Linked DNA regions of Sus scrofa: all the other regions are linked to region 2. The links are chromatin contacts, called in public HiChIP or PLAC-seq maps. All regions are on one chromosome and are shown on one strand. Each heading gives the region's core, a stretch centred on a gene start, on an enhancer-like site or on the middle of the called end of the contact. The rest is flanking DNA. Distances are from core to core; before and after follow the strand shown. Region 1 overlaps HMBOX1 (homeobox-containing protein 1). Region 2 has its middle 20 kb from the start of KIF13B. Region 3 overlaps MSRA (mitochondrial peptide methionine sulfoxide reductase).

Region 1 (3,808 bases), core at 439-2,938, 230 kb before region 2:
ATTTCCTACAAGATCTAAAAGCCACTTAGCCTCCACTCCTCCATGCCACCTGCTTTCAGGTGAAGATACACGAGCAGTCACTGGGACTTTCTCTGGGACCCTGTCAGTCTCCTGACAGGTGAAATGGTTGTGGATTTATGAGCCCAAAGATCGGCGTATCCCATCCGTTTTCTTATTTTCCCAATTTCTGAAAGATAACTGTCGCCATTAAATTGAGAATCTGTCTTAAGATTAGCAATTCTGAGAACTGACTGGATGAGTGTAATTCTGTGATTTGTGAGACATGCATTGAAAGAGCCAGCAGAACATTCTGATTATCTGCTAACATTCGAAGAAAATAGAATTATCACTGCAGTTAAAACCTTCTAACATAATCTACTATTTTCGAAATCAAAGTATTAGATGTGCTGCTTAAAGGATGGTGCTACTTCAGAAGAAAAGGAGTTGGCAAGACATCTCTCTTCACAGATGTTCCCAGAGGCCACTTTGGTGATTCAAAATCCCCTACCCCACTTACTCCTTTCCCACCCCCACCCGCCACTGAAAAGAAAACAATAGGGCCAGCTTACCAAAGTCAGTGAAAATACAGCTAGTTCTCACCCCCAAAATAGGTATTTTTTGGAAGAAAACACCAGAAGTAAGTTATTCTTACAAGAAACCAGAGTAAAGACTCGTCATTCTAAGTCACTGTGAAGGTTCAGACCTCCTGAGCACTCAAGCTCCCTTTACCGTGTCTCCTGTGCCGGCACTGTGCTGAGGGTCTTACCATCTCCTTTATTCTCGAAGGTTTGCAGACTCTGCCCTGAGCAGTAGCCCCTTAATGGAGTCAAGTAAAAGCCCCAGTCACTCCTTCGGTCTGGTAGGATGTTACGGGGATGTCTGCCTGGCGCCGCTGAAGGAAACCTCATTTAACCTGCTCCTCTTTCTTGTGAGCCGCGCTGGCTGGTCCCCACTGAGACCCTGTCACACCGCCGTCATTCCTGTGCCGACACTGGACCAGTGTTGCCATGATGACCTAGACACCAGAGCACCCTTCTCCTTAGCCTTGCTCCTCCGTTGCCGACGGTGACAGGAATGCAGTGAACATGGTGAGGCTTGGCAGCTGTGATGTGAAACCTTGTTTCAAGTCCCTTGTCCCTGTCTCCACCTCGAGGCAGCGAAGATGAAGGTCTTGCCTTTTCCTGGGAAGGAACACCAGGCTGGCTTACAGTCCGATCCTGAGGGGAACTCCTTGGGTGTAGTTGTACTTTGTGGGGGCGGAGAATTTGAAAAGCTCACTCTTCCTGTTTTCTCTCTCTTCAGCTCTCTGAGCATTTTCAGAGCCGGTTAGTTTTAGGCATCCTGCTTGTGTGTGGAAGTTTTGCTAAGCCATTCCCACTTGTGAGCGGCAGGGGCCAGGCAGGCGCTTTGGAGAGCCATGGCCTGAGGCCGGCGTTTTGTCAGCATTGGCTGTGGGCTCCCTGTGGCTCAGAGTAAGAACTGCTAACAAGCACAGCCCAGCTCAAGGTCAGCACCTTGGGGCTTGTGTGGCGGATTAGGGCCACGGGCACTAAGCTACTTGGGGTCGCGACTAAAATTCCATGTTTCTTCCTTTTTCCAGCTCTTTTCCTCTCAAAAATAGGTGGTTCTCCAGGGGCAGGCTCTGTCACTTCTCTCTTTTGACCACTTAGTCACACCCTGGGCATCTCCAGAGCCCTGAGCCCTGGAGAGTAGAAACCACCCCAGGAGCAAGGCCTTGCTGGGAGTGGCCCCCTGAGTGGGTCCCCAGGTTGACGGCTGGGGATTGGCGGGCCCTTGTCCCATTCATTAACTGACTCGTGGGGTTTTCCATTATCCGCCCCACCATATAAACCTGCCCCTAAAGTGAAGGGGAGAGGGCATGTGTACCTTCTGCTGTTACACTGATCCCGATCTGGCATCTCTGGTGGCAGCTGGGGACACTGAAAGTTCAGAACGGAGACGGGGACTCCTCCCAAGGAGTGACTCACCAGCCAGGGTGCAGGGCAGAGCTGGTCACAGAACTTGTGTTCTCGTCACAACTTCCCCTCACTTCCAGATCAGGTCTGACCTCAGGCTGGTTGCTGGCATCCTTTGAACATAGAAACTGCCTTTGGCTTTATTGGAACTAGGAGCCCAGCATAAAATTGTGAGGGTCATTCTTCCACTTCATCATCAGCTGTTAAACAGGAAACACAATGACATCATTGCTGTGTTTGTAAACAGCAGCCAGTCTAGTGATACTGCAGTGAACTCTTGTTTTCATGCCAGACTCATGGGTAGGGGTGCAGCGTAAACGCCAGTAGTGGGCTTAATGGCGAGCTCGGCTGTGGGCTCCTGTCAGGATAATGTTTGTTATCATTTGCCTCTGAAACCACACTTCAGTATTGTTAGTGAACCCCTTAATCCTGCATCTCAAAAATGGGCACCAAGAAGCCAAAACCAAAGCTATGGGGGCGGGGGGGTGGGGAGAGCTCTCTGCAATCAGTGGCAGCTCTGCTCTTGATTGCCCTTCGGTTTTGCCAGAACACTCCTCTCAGAAGGTCCTCCTCTTTTCCTAGTAGTTTTTTCACAGCGATGTCAAGTCTGTGCGGACCACGTCCCACCCCCATCCTGTGGCCGAGCGCCCAGAGCGGGCCACCCTGACTTCTGTGCTGGCTTTTTGCCCTGTCCCTTCCTCCTGCTCTGCAGAACCTCGGAAGACAAAGGCCTCGGCAGGTTCACCCAGGCTGCAGGGTGGGACGCTGGCCCTGCCAGAAGATGCCAAGAACATCATAGTTGCCTCCCCTGGAAGAGCCCACAGCCTTCTCTGATCCCCACGGGCTCCCCTCCCTCCCACAGCCAAGGTCGCGTTGGGTATGCAGTACCTTCCGAGGACGAATTTTCTCTTTGTTTTTTAAGTGCCTACACACGTTACAGACCTCTGGGACCTGCCAGAGAGTCAGCTCGTGCCCTGCCCCTCCCTCCCGGACCCTGCACTTGGCCCTGCCATGGGGGCGGCCCCTCACCAGGGTACCCGGGTTCTGCAGGCGGAGCAGCAGTGAGGGCGGCACGCGGGGCGAGGTGGTCATTGCCCATCAGGCTGGCTTTGTCGCTCTTTCCTCTGCTGCTCCTTTAGGGGTGTTTCTGCTGATGGGGGTCATGGTCCTGTCAGTGAGACTGTTAAGGAGCTTTCTCAGCAAAGTCTGTAGCCGCCAAGTGAGGAAGACAGGAAAGCGAGGCAGTCTCAGAGCAGAAACCCGAGTGTCTGACAGCAGCCGGAAGGTGCATCCAGACCCCAAAGGGCGAAGGATGAGATAGTCACAGTTAAGAACAGGATGATTCATTTGCCATCATTAGTCACGGGACCCCTGGCTGCCCGACCTCGTCCTCTTCCTAGATTGGAGTGATCAGGGGTCTGCCCTCAGGGGCACAAAAAGGCTGTCGTTGGGAGGGGGGTGGGTGAAACACCATCAAAAGTGCGTCTGTGCAAATGTGTGAGATTGTTTGCTTCTTTTTTAAAGTACCTTCAGTCTGACCTAAATTTGGGGCCTTGATCACGTGGTGTGGACGAGGTTGTTCTGTGACCACACTTGACATCACACCACTAAGCAGTGCTCAGATGATTTGTTGGTGCATTAGAAGGTTTTGCAGAATGGAACAATCCATACCCAGGCACTTTATTTTCATGAGTAATCCAGCATTTTTGTTCAGACAGTGGAACAGCCCACACACCGGGCCTTCCCATTTAACCCATGCGGGCGTTTGCCAGAGGAACCCAGCTGGGTGGAGAGTGAGCAGGTGGCCGGGACTGCCCCATGGTGGCCAGTGA
Region 2 (4,407 bases), core at 1,728-4,227:
GCGTTGCTGTGGCTCTGGCGTAGGCTAGTAGCTACAGCTCCGATTTGACCCCTAGCCTGGGAACCTCCATATGCCGCGGGAGCGGCCCAAGAAATAGCAACAACAACAACAAAAGACAAAAAAAAAAAAAAAAAGATAAAAGACAAAAATAAATAAATAAGAAACCTCTAAAAAAAAAAAAAAAAAAAAAAAACAATCCCTTGAGGGATCTACTGGATGGATTCATGAACCAGATTGCCCTCAGCTGACAAGTGCAGAAGGATGGAGGTGCCCAAAGTGAGCAGATGTGAGAAGAAGCACTGCCTTCTCCTAAAATGGGACTTGTCCCTCATGACCCAAAGCAACAAGGGAAAAGATGACACATCTCATGTCTATTGCTATTGCAGGGGCTTTGATTAAACAGCAAGGTCCTTCCAGATTCGTGATGCAAACATTCTGTGAAGAAGCTGTGTAGGTATTGACTCCTGGTCACCTGTAACCTTCTTTCCCTCTCCATCACCTGATAAGGGTTGATTTGGTTCTGAAATCTTATTCTTGCTCTCACTATAAAAGTAATTCTGATTGGGGTCCACGGGCTGTATGTGATAAAAAGGGAAAAAGCAAAACTAGATGAGAGCTGGAGTTCCCACCGTGTTGCAGTAGGTTAAGAAACTGACTGCAGTGGCTCCGGTCACTGTGGAAGTGGGGGTTCAACCCCTGGCCTGGCACAGTGGGTTAAAAGGATCTGACATGGCTGCGGCTATGGCTCAGATTCACTCAATCTCTGGCCCAGGAACTTCCCTATGCTGTGGGTGCAGTCATAAAGTTACACAAAACAAAACAAAACCAAAAAACCAAAAACCAAACAAACAAAAAATGAGGTGAGAGAGTAAGGAGTGGAAACCATGGTATTAAGATGGGGGGATCGTGGTGTTTGACAATCTACCAGAACGCCCTATGTATTACCCCCAGGCTTCCCAAAACACACACAAAAAGGTAAATTGTGTTGGGCAACACCCCAAACTATCCCCTCCCCCTTTCCGTGGATTAACTTGTTCCAGACTTGTTTCTCCCTTATTCCATGTTCACCTTAACACCCAGTTCTTGAGCAGAAAAGTAAGTGGAAACCAGCCACCCAAGGCACCATTGACCAGGACTGGGGGGCTGGGGTGGGGTTAGAACTGCGAGATGAAAGCTAAAGGTTATAGAAGCTCAGGAGGCTAGGACCCATCAAGGTGACCCTCAGGAGGCAAAGCTCTAAGTGCCACCGAAGTAATGGATTCTTGCTAGTCCGGGACCAGGAAGGAGCCCAGCGCGCAGGAGATTCCAACACCAGTCTAGGGGTCAATAGGTCACTGCAAGTCAGAAACTGGTTCTCTGTCCAAGATGTTATCACTAAACCATAAACTGGATCAAGAATCCAGGAAGTTAAGAGGGTGGGTCTAGGAGTGTTTGTGGCCTGATGGGAAGACAAAGCTTATTTTCCTCTTTACACATCCTCCAGGGCTGGGGCAGGTGTGCCTGGGCCTAACCCAGGCCAACTGGGAACAGGAACAGCCAGCTGAGGAGCGAGAACTTGAAAACTGTGTGGTTGCAGGTGAGTGGGCATGAAGATTCTACCAGGTGTGACAAAGCAGAGGTGCCACTCACCACTGGCTGCACCATAGTCTCCCTGGGAAACCTTTTCAATCCCAATGTCCAACCACACCCCAGACAAATTAGATGGGAATTTCTGGGGTTGGGTGTTGGAATGCTTGACAAAGCACCCCAGGCGATCTTAACATGAAGCCAGAACTGGAAAGCACTGAATTAAAGGCAGGTTCTCAGAACTGTTCCTGACAAGAGTGATTCTGATAAGAGTCATTTTCTTGTGACCAACTGGTAATTACAAAACATGCTTTTACAAAAATAGTGTTTAAAGAACTATTTAAACAATAATAGATGTGTTTTTAAAAATAGAGATAAATCAATAACTATGGAAGCTAAGAAGAGTTGGAGCTTCGTCCAAATTAAGCAGATCCAGGAGTTTGATCTGGGAGTGATATGACACAAGTGACAACTTAGGAAGAATAATTGGATGCTGATGTGTTGGGTAGAGCTGGTTTCGTTCAGCAAAGAGTTATTTACCGTGGTAGCTAGCATTTATTGCTCAAACCTGCCAACAGCCCCATAGGGGGCTTGTGGTACCTTGTTTTATAGATGGAGAATCCAACGGTGAGCTAGGTTAAGTGACTTGCCCAAAGTGGGGGGAAAAAAAGAGCAGAGTTAGGATCTGAATCCAGAATTCCCTTCAGGAGCACCTTGCTGGGCCACCTGTCACGTCATGAATGACGATGCCTATGTATTCTTTGGGGACACACAATATATGTCACAGTCCTTCAAGAGGGGGTAGATGGGTCAAGATATACCCACCATGGTGATGATAAATTCTTATTGGTGTTCTGAGGACACCCGTGGGACATGGCTAAGCCTGTTGTGAGGAGTGGTGCTGGAAGAAACAACAGGAGACTTGTCTTTAAAGGAGGGCAAAAGAGTGGAAATCAGGGAGGGCAGTTAGAGAGCCATTGGGATGTTGCTGTGGGGATGGGAAGGAGAAGTCATTCTTCCCCTCATTTTCCCCCCTCTTCCTGGATTTGGAATTAAAATACATTTGGAGGCCACTGATGAGACTAACACTCCAGGACCCTCCTGAAGCGAAGAGGCCGAGGAGAGTTTGACGCTAGGGCAACACCGCCACCTGGTGGACAATATTTTTATTGCAGGCAACGTGCCTCTGCGGTGAACTTTTATAACATTAACACTCCTTTTCAAATCATCTGAATTTTGCCGACTGTTAACACATATTTAGCACTTCCTTAACATAAGTTAGGAAGCTCTACCTAAGGAAGCTTGCCTGCCCGATTTTGAAAAGGAAAAAAGGACCACCCTACCCCGAACAGATGGCAGGACGACCCTGGCTGAGACTGGGGTTTCCCCAAACCAGAGCTTCTGGATCCCAAGGGAACTGGGAAGTCAACAAGGGTCTCAGACTTCCTCCCTCTTGTCCTTTCTTCCTTTATCTCCTTTCCTCCCCTCCTTAATTCTCTCTTTTAAATTTTCAGCGTTTTAATAACTTGTTTTACATTTATCTGAGGCCATTTTGGTGTGGGGCAGATAGAATTTTATAACACTGCTTATCTCAGAGTGACCCAAAATGTATGGTAGCTATCATTTGTGCGTTTTCGTAAATAAAAACTGGAAACCCAAGTCGATTTTAATAAATTCAGTTTGGCAGGCAAACAGTTTTTTGACCAAAATCTAGAGCTTCTGCTTTAGGGAAGGGTAAGTGCTGCCCTCTAGTGGACATATCTTAACATTACAGTCTATGAATGAGGCTCGAACAGGAGAGAGCGCAAGGTAAAAATTCTGCCTTGGGGAAGGGTAAGTGCTGCCCTCTAGTGGACATATGTTAACATTACAGCTCATGAATGAGGCTCAAGGAGAAGAGAAGGTGCTTGATAAGACTTCTGCAAATACTACTATCTTCTTCTTCTGAGGATTCCTTTGAGCTCTTAAAAATTCTCAATTTCCTGAACAACATTCCACATCCCAGAATCCACAAAATATCTGCACTGTTCTGGCTAATTTAGCTTTTCTATCTCCTTCCCTTTTGCCTACGTGTAGCCTGATCACAGTTTCCTGTCCAGAAATCTGCCAGGTATCCCACTACCCAGGGTTCCTACCAATTCCATGCCCATTTCTGGCTGCTGGGGAAGGAGGTGAGGACAACGGGTATGAAGACACATTGAGCAACTTCTCTTCATTGTGATCATCAAGGACCATTTGTTGGTCTTCTACTCTTGCAACAAGTATTCATTACTTCCTAACACATACAGGCCATTTATACAAAACACGTTAGTGAGCAAGACCCAAGAAGTCATTATTCCTGCCTTAAATAGCAAGGCAAGTGAGGATGAAGCAGTGTAAAGACTTTGGACGGGGAACGAACTAGGTCCAAGTCCTGGCCCTTCCCAAATGCCATGGGAGCAGTGGAAATATCTCAGTCCCTCAGCTTCCTGAACTGTAAACTGAAAGGGTTAGACTAAGTGAGTTTTAAAGATAAGTTTAGGGAGTTCCAGTTGTGGCTCAGTGGGTTAAAGACCTGACATAGTCTCTGTGAGGATGAGGGTTTGATTCCCCGGCCTCCCTCAGTGGGTTAAGTATCTGACGTTGCCGCAGGCTGTGGTGTAGGTTGCAGATACAGCTTGGAGCCAGTGTTGCTGTGGCTGTGGTGTAGGTTGCAGCTGCAGTTCCAATTCGACTCCTAGCCTGGGAACTTCCACATGCTGCAGGTTAGGCCAGGAAAAGAAAAGAAAAAAAAAAAAGTTTAGCTCTACTTTGGATGATTTACATTGTCTGGACTCTTCTTAAAATTTCTATTCAGAGGTA
Region 3 (3,904 bases), core at 1,261-3,760, 240 kb after region 2:
CCTTTGGCCAGCCCTCCGTTGCCCTTCCTGACACAGGCCCATCCTGCACCTCTTCAGTTCCTCTCATTCCTTGTCTTTCAGCCTCCTTCTCAGAAAATACAAATCTTTTTTCACAGATGCACTTCTCTGTGACATGAGTTCTCGCTAACATCCAGCTCTAAGGGCCTCATCTTCCATTTCAAAAACCCTATCAAGTTGTTTTCTCAGAGATCAATGACTTTTCCTAATTTGACCTAGAATTAAATTTTGTAATATTGGAGCTTGAACTGGATGCCAGACTTCAGTAGGTTTGAGATGGGAGGTGGGATGGTAGTGAGTGATTGGGCTTAGGGGGCCCTTCTTCCCACAGAGGGGTATTTGCAGACCCCTTAGTCTATGTATACATTTTATCAGCCTCCAGTCACCCCTCACCTCGCCGCCTCCGACAGTAATGTCTTTGAAGGAAAGGATGAGTTGCTGAAACTTGGTCTTTGTCCACTGGTGCCACATAGAAATGTGGAGACAGTTTTGGGTGGAGGAGAAAAAAATCACTTTGCCAGGCAAAGGAGGCCACAGCAGGCTAATGCCCTGAAGACTGTGTCCCCCTTAGGAAGAGAATAGGAGGTGTTTTTATAGTTTGGGAGTAGAAAATAGGGCCACAGTTAAGGACTGGTGTAGATGCAAGATTTTATTCTTCTTCAGAGTTGGTGTTTAATGGTCCCGGTGCTGGTTCTAATGGTTCTCCTCTCTGGTTTTCATTTGTTGGGGGTTTTAGTTCTGCAGAAGAACTTGAAGATGTAGTTATGTATATTCCTTGAAGAAGAACCAGGATCCTGCCCCAAGGCTGCACTGTTATTTCTTCATGGTTCCTCCCTAGTCTCTGTATCCCCTCCCTTCCCTGATTAGCAACTGTTTGAATCTGCCCTTTGGAACGCAGGAAGGGCATAGACGCTGAAGCTAAAAAATAAGAAATGGGGAACACAGAAAGGCTTGTGTGCCCAGGAACCCCACAGAGTCCTGCTTGGTTTCATTTCTGCTTCATTACCTTATCCCCATGGCACCTACCAGGGTTCTTTGAACATAGTAGGTATTCAGTAAATATTTACAGAACAAATAGATGGGTCAGCATGATACTAATGGATGATTTAAAAATTAATAATCTCCTCTCTTAAGGAGTTTATAGTTTAGTCAGGAAGACAAAAATAACACAGATGAGAATAGTTAAGCCACGAACCTTGTGGCACTGATGAGGGGATGAGTTTATCAAGAATTTTGAGGTGCTTAATGTTATTTACATTCTTTGTTGTGTACGCAATAGTTAAATAAAGTTTAGACTCCTGTCCAACATATCACTAATTCAGATACCTTTTTCTCCAGATTAAAAATAAAAATGTAAAGGCATATTTCCATGGATATATGCGCCAAAGATTATGAATTTGATTTTAGCACCAGTAGGTGATGATTTAATTTTACCAAGTTATTTTGAACTTAGTACATCGAAAACTCAGGTTAGTTTTGTTCTCTGGCTAATTATCCTAATGGGGAGATATTTCGATGGAAGTATGAGGATAAATATTGTTTTGGGGTATGTGACCATGCTTCCTTGTATTTTCTAAATCTCTTGGGTGTTTTAAGGGAAATTTAATCCATCTGATTTTGATCTAAATATAATTTACTCACAATAATGGAGAAGTATTTGATATCCAGAGAAATCTATTGATGCTCTTAAAGCTTTTCTCCTGGGAAATAATAAATCACATTTTTCCAAGAGTAAATCACAAACCTATAATGCCTAAGTTTTCTACTTATTTAATGAAGCCTGAGTTTAGCATGAAATTGGGAGTCCAGATCAATTATTTTTGTTCTTAATTTCTTGAGTCTTTCTTTTTCCATGTGCATAGGAAATTTTCTTTGAGGAGGTTTTCTTTTTTCTTACTCTGTCAGTTTTATCGCTATCTTATTTTTTTTTCAAACAATGATTTTGGAAGATTTAAGGTAGTAAAACAATTTTGATGTCTGTGGATGATTGGTGTCTGTATTCAAGATGTTTCAGACCTGTCAGAAGCGTGGAAATGCTATTTGAATGTGCTTCTTAATTTTAATTTTAAAACACTTTGAGAACTAGATACCAGTCCTAAGTGCATATTTTGAATCTAAAAAAGGAAGTTTAGGCCAAGGTACAGCCACATTCTTGCTCTTGAAAGACCTGAAATCCGTTTATGAATAAAAAAAGAGGTCATGATGTCACTATTACATTTGGAAGTGAAATGTGGAAGAACTTGTGCAATGTCTAAGTGTGAGAGGGTCTTGGGTGGCCTCCAGGGTGTGCCAAGACACTCTTCCTTAAGTACCTCTGCCTTCTCTCTCGACTCATTCCATGTCCAATAACGACTCCCCCCACCACTCAAGGACAGGTGATGTTCCTAGCCCTTCTCCTTCTAGTATAGGCTTTGCAGCTCTGACTTGGACCTTAGCCTGGTCCCTCTTCTCCACCGGAAGCTGATGGCCGGAAGTCTGGACAGGGACCCAGCTCTTGCTCCACAGCTCTCTGCTGCCCTCTACTGCCCACTGCAAATGGCAGTGAACCCTCCAGGCCCAGCTGGCCTATGATGCCTGGGGCATTGCAATAGTCTTCTGGCCTTTCTCTCCTTTAGTTCAGGAGATAAATAGCCAGATAAATCTTCCTGAAATATCATTTCACATGAGAATCAGTTCCATCATAGAAGTTCAGTTCAGATACTGGAGACAGGATGCCTGGGTTCAGTTCTAGCCCTGCCTTTTATTAACTATACAACCTTGGGCAAGTATGACCTTGGACAAGTTAGTTAAACTGTGTGTCTCATATTCATTGCCTGAAAACTAGGTTGATTATACACTTATGAGGTGGTATTATTATTATGAGGATTAAATGAAATAAAAGAGAAATGTTTAGAACAGTGTCTTATACAGAGTAAATGCTAAATAAATATTAATTATTATTATCACCCCCCCCCAGCTCCTCCTATTAGGATTTACAATTTGCACAGTGTGGGGACTTCTAACACAGGATGATATTAGATGGTTCAAGGATATGGCAGAAAACTATTGCTTGTTTCAACTGTCTTTCAGCTCTTCTGATTATATCAAGGTGAAAGTGTCAGTTTGGTGCTTGAATGTTGAATGTTTTTTTAACCTTTCTCCAACACTTGTTAATCTTTCTTCTTAATAGAGATAGACCTCCAGCTATTAGGCCTCTATCTCTATTAAGACAGAGACAGCTTCAGGCTTCTCTTAATAACATCCATTTTTTACAGTATTTTCTATTTCTGACAAATAAAATGCTGGTTTTCATTGTGCAATTGTATTATAAAGTCTCCTTGAGAAAAGAATCTATGTGAAAAAGTGAGTTTAAAGACTGTTAAGCCAATAGTAAACAAATCATGCTGTAATTTTAAATATGGCAAAACCCATAAGTATAGTGCTTGGATGTCTGAGGTTTGAGGAAACCCCAGGAGAAGGTACAGGCTTTGGGCTTTTGTGGTTACCAGGACCCTTTCTGGAGTTCCCATTGTGGCACAGTGGCAACTAATCTGACTAGTATCCATAAGGATGAGGGTTCGGTCCCTGCCCTTGCTCAGTGGGTTAAGGATCCAGCATTGCCGTGAGTTGTGGTGTGGGTTGCAGACACGGCTCGGATCCTGCATTGCTGTGGCCATGGTGTAGGCCGGCAGCTGTAGCTCCGATTTGACCCCTAGCCTGGGAACCTCCATAAAACAAACAAACAAACAAACAAACAAACAAAAACAAACAAACAGAATGGACCCTTTCTGCTCTCCTTGTGGGTCTCAGTTTTAGCCAAACTGCCCCGCTGATGGCTGATGTGTTTTGCCCTTTCTTGCCTTTGGGTTTTTTCTCAAGACTACCCACTAGTTTCCACTTTTCTGAT

The links. HiChIP or PLAC-seq counts read pairs in DNA pulled down with a chosen protein or histone mark.
Region 1: a contact with region 2 is called in an H3K27ac HiChIP or PLAC-seq map of alveolar macrophages. The contact joins two enhancer-like sites. A contact is called at or near these places in 2 of 47 Hi-C or Micro-C datasets (epiblast stem cells and undifferentiated spermatogonia) and 2 of 2 datasets of contacts at active chromatin or transcription factors (alveolar macrophages and skeletal muscle).
Region 3: an H3K27ac HiChIP or PLAC-seq map of alveolar macrophages shows a contact between it and region 2. The contact joins two enhancer-like sites. A contact is called at or near these places in 1 of 47 Hi-C or Micro-C datasets (embryonic fibroblasts) and 1 of 2 datasets of contacts at active chromatin or transcription factors (alveolar macrophages).

Annotation. Positions count from the first base shown.
Region 1 is chr14:12,889,378-12,893,185 of Sscrofa11.1, forward strand. HMBOX1 (homeobox-containing protein 1) reads left to right here. Exons shown (of 11, transcript XM_005670463.3): 11 at 1-3,808. Among named protein-coding and RNA genes, the nearest start is that of HMBOX1, 200 kb to the left of the region's middle. Within about 2 kb of position 1,689, at least 6 of the 83 cell types and tissues checked have an H3K27ac peak or open chromatin away from gene starts, as enhancers often do. A contact at or near this core is called in alveolar macrophages, where this site is marked.
Region 2 is chr14:13,118,439-13,122,845 of Sscrofa11.1, forward strand. No RefSeq gene overlaps it. Among named protein-coding and RNA genes, the nearest start is that of KIF13B, 20 kb to the left of the region's middle. Within about 2 kb of position 2,978, at least 31 of the 83 cell types and tissues checked have an H3K27ac peak or open chromatin away from gene starts, as enhancers often do. A contact at or near this core is called in alveolar macrophages, where this site is marked.
Region 3 is chr14:13,363,026-13,366,929 of Sscrofa11.1, forward strand. All of the region lies in intron 1 of MSRA (mitochondrial peptide methionine sulfoxide reductase), which reads left to right. Among named protein-coding and RNA genes, the nearest start is that of MSRA, 30 kb to the left of the region's middle. Within about 2 kb of position 2,511, at least 6 of the 83 cell types and tissues checked have an H3K27ac peak or open chromatin away from gene starts, as enhancers often do. A contact at or near this core is called in alveolar macrophages, where this site is marked.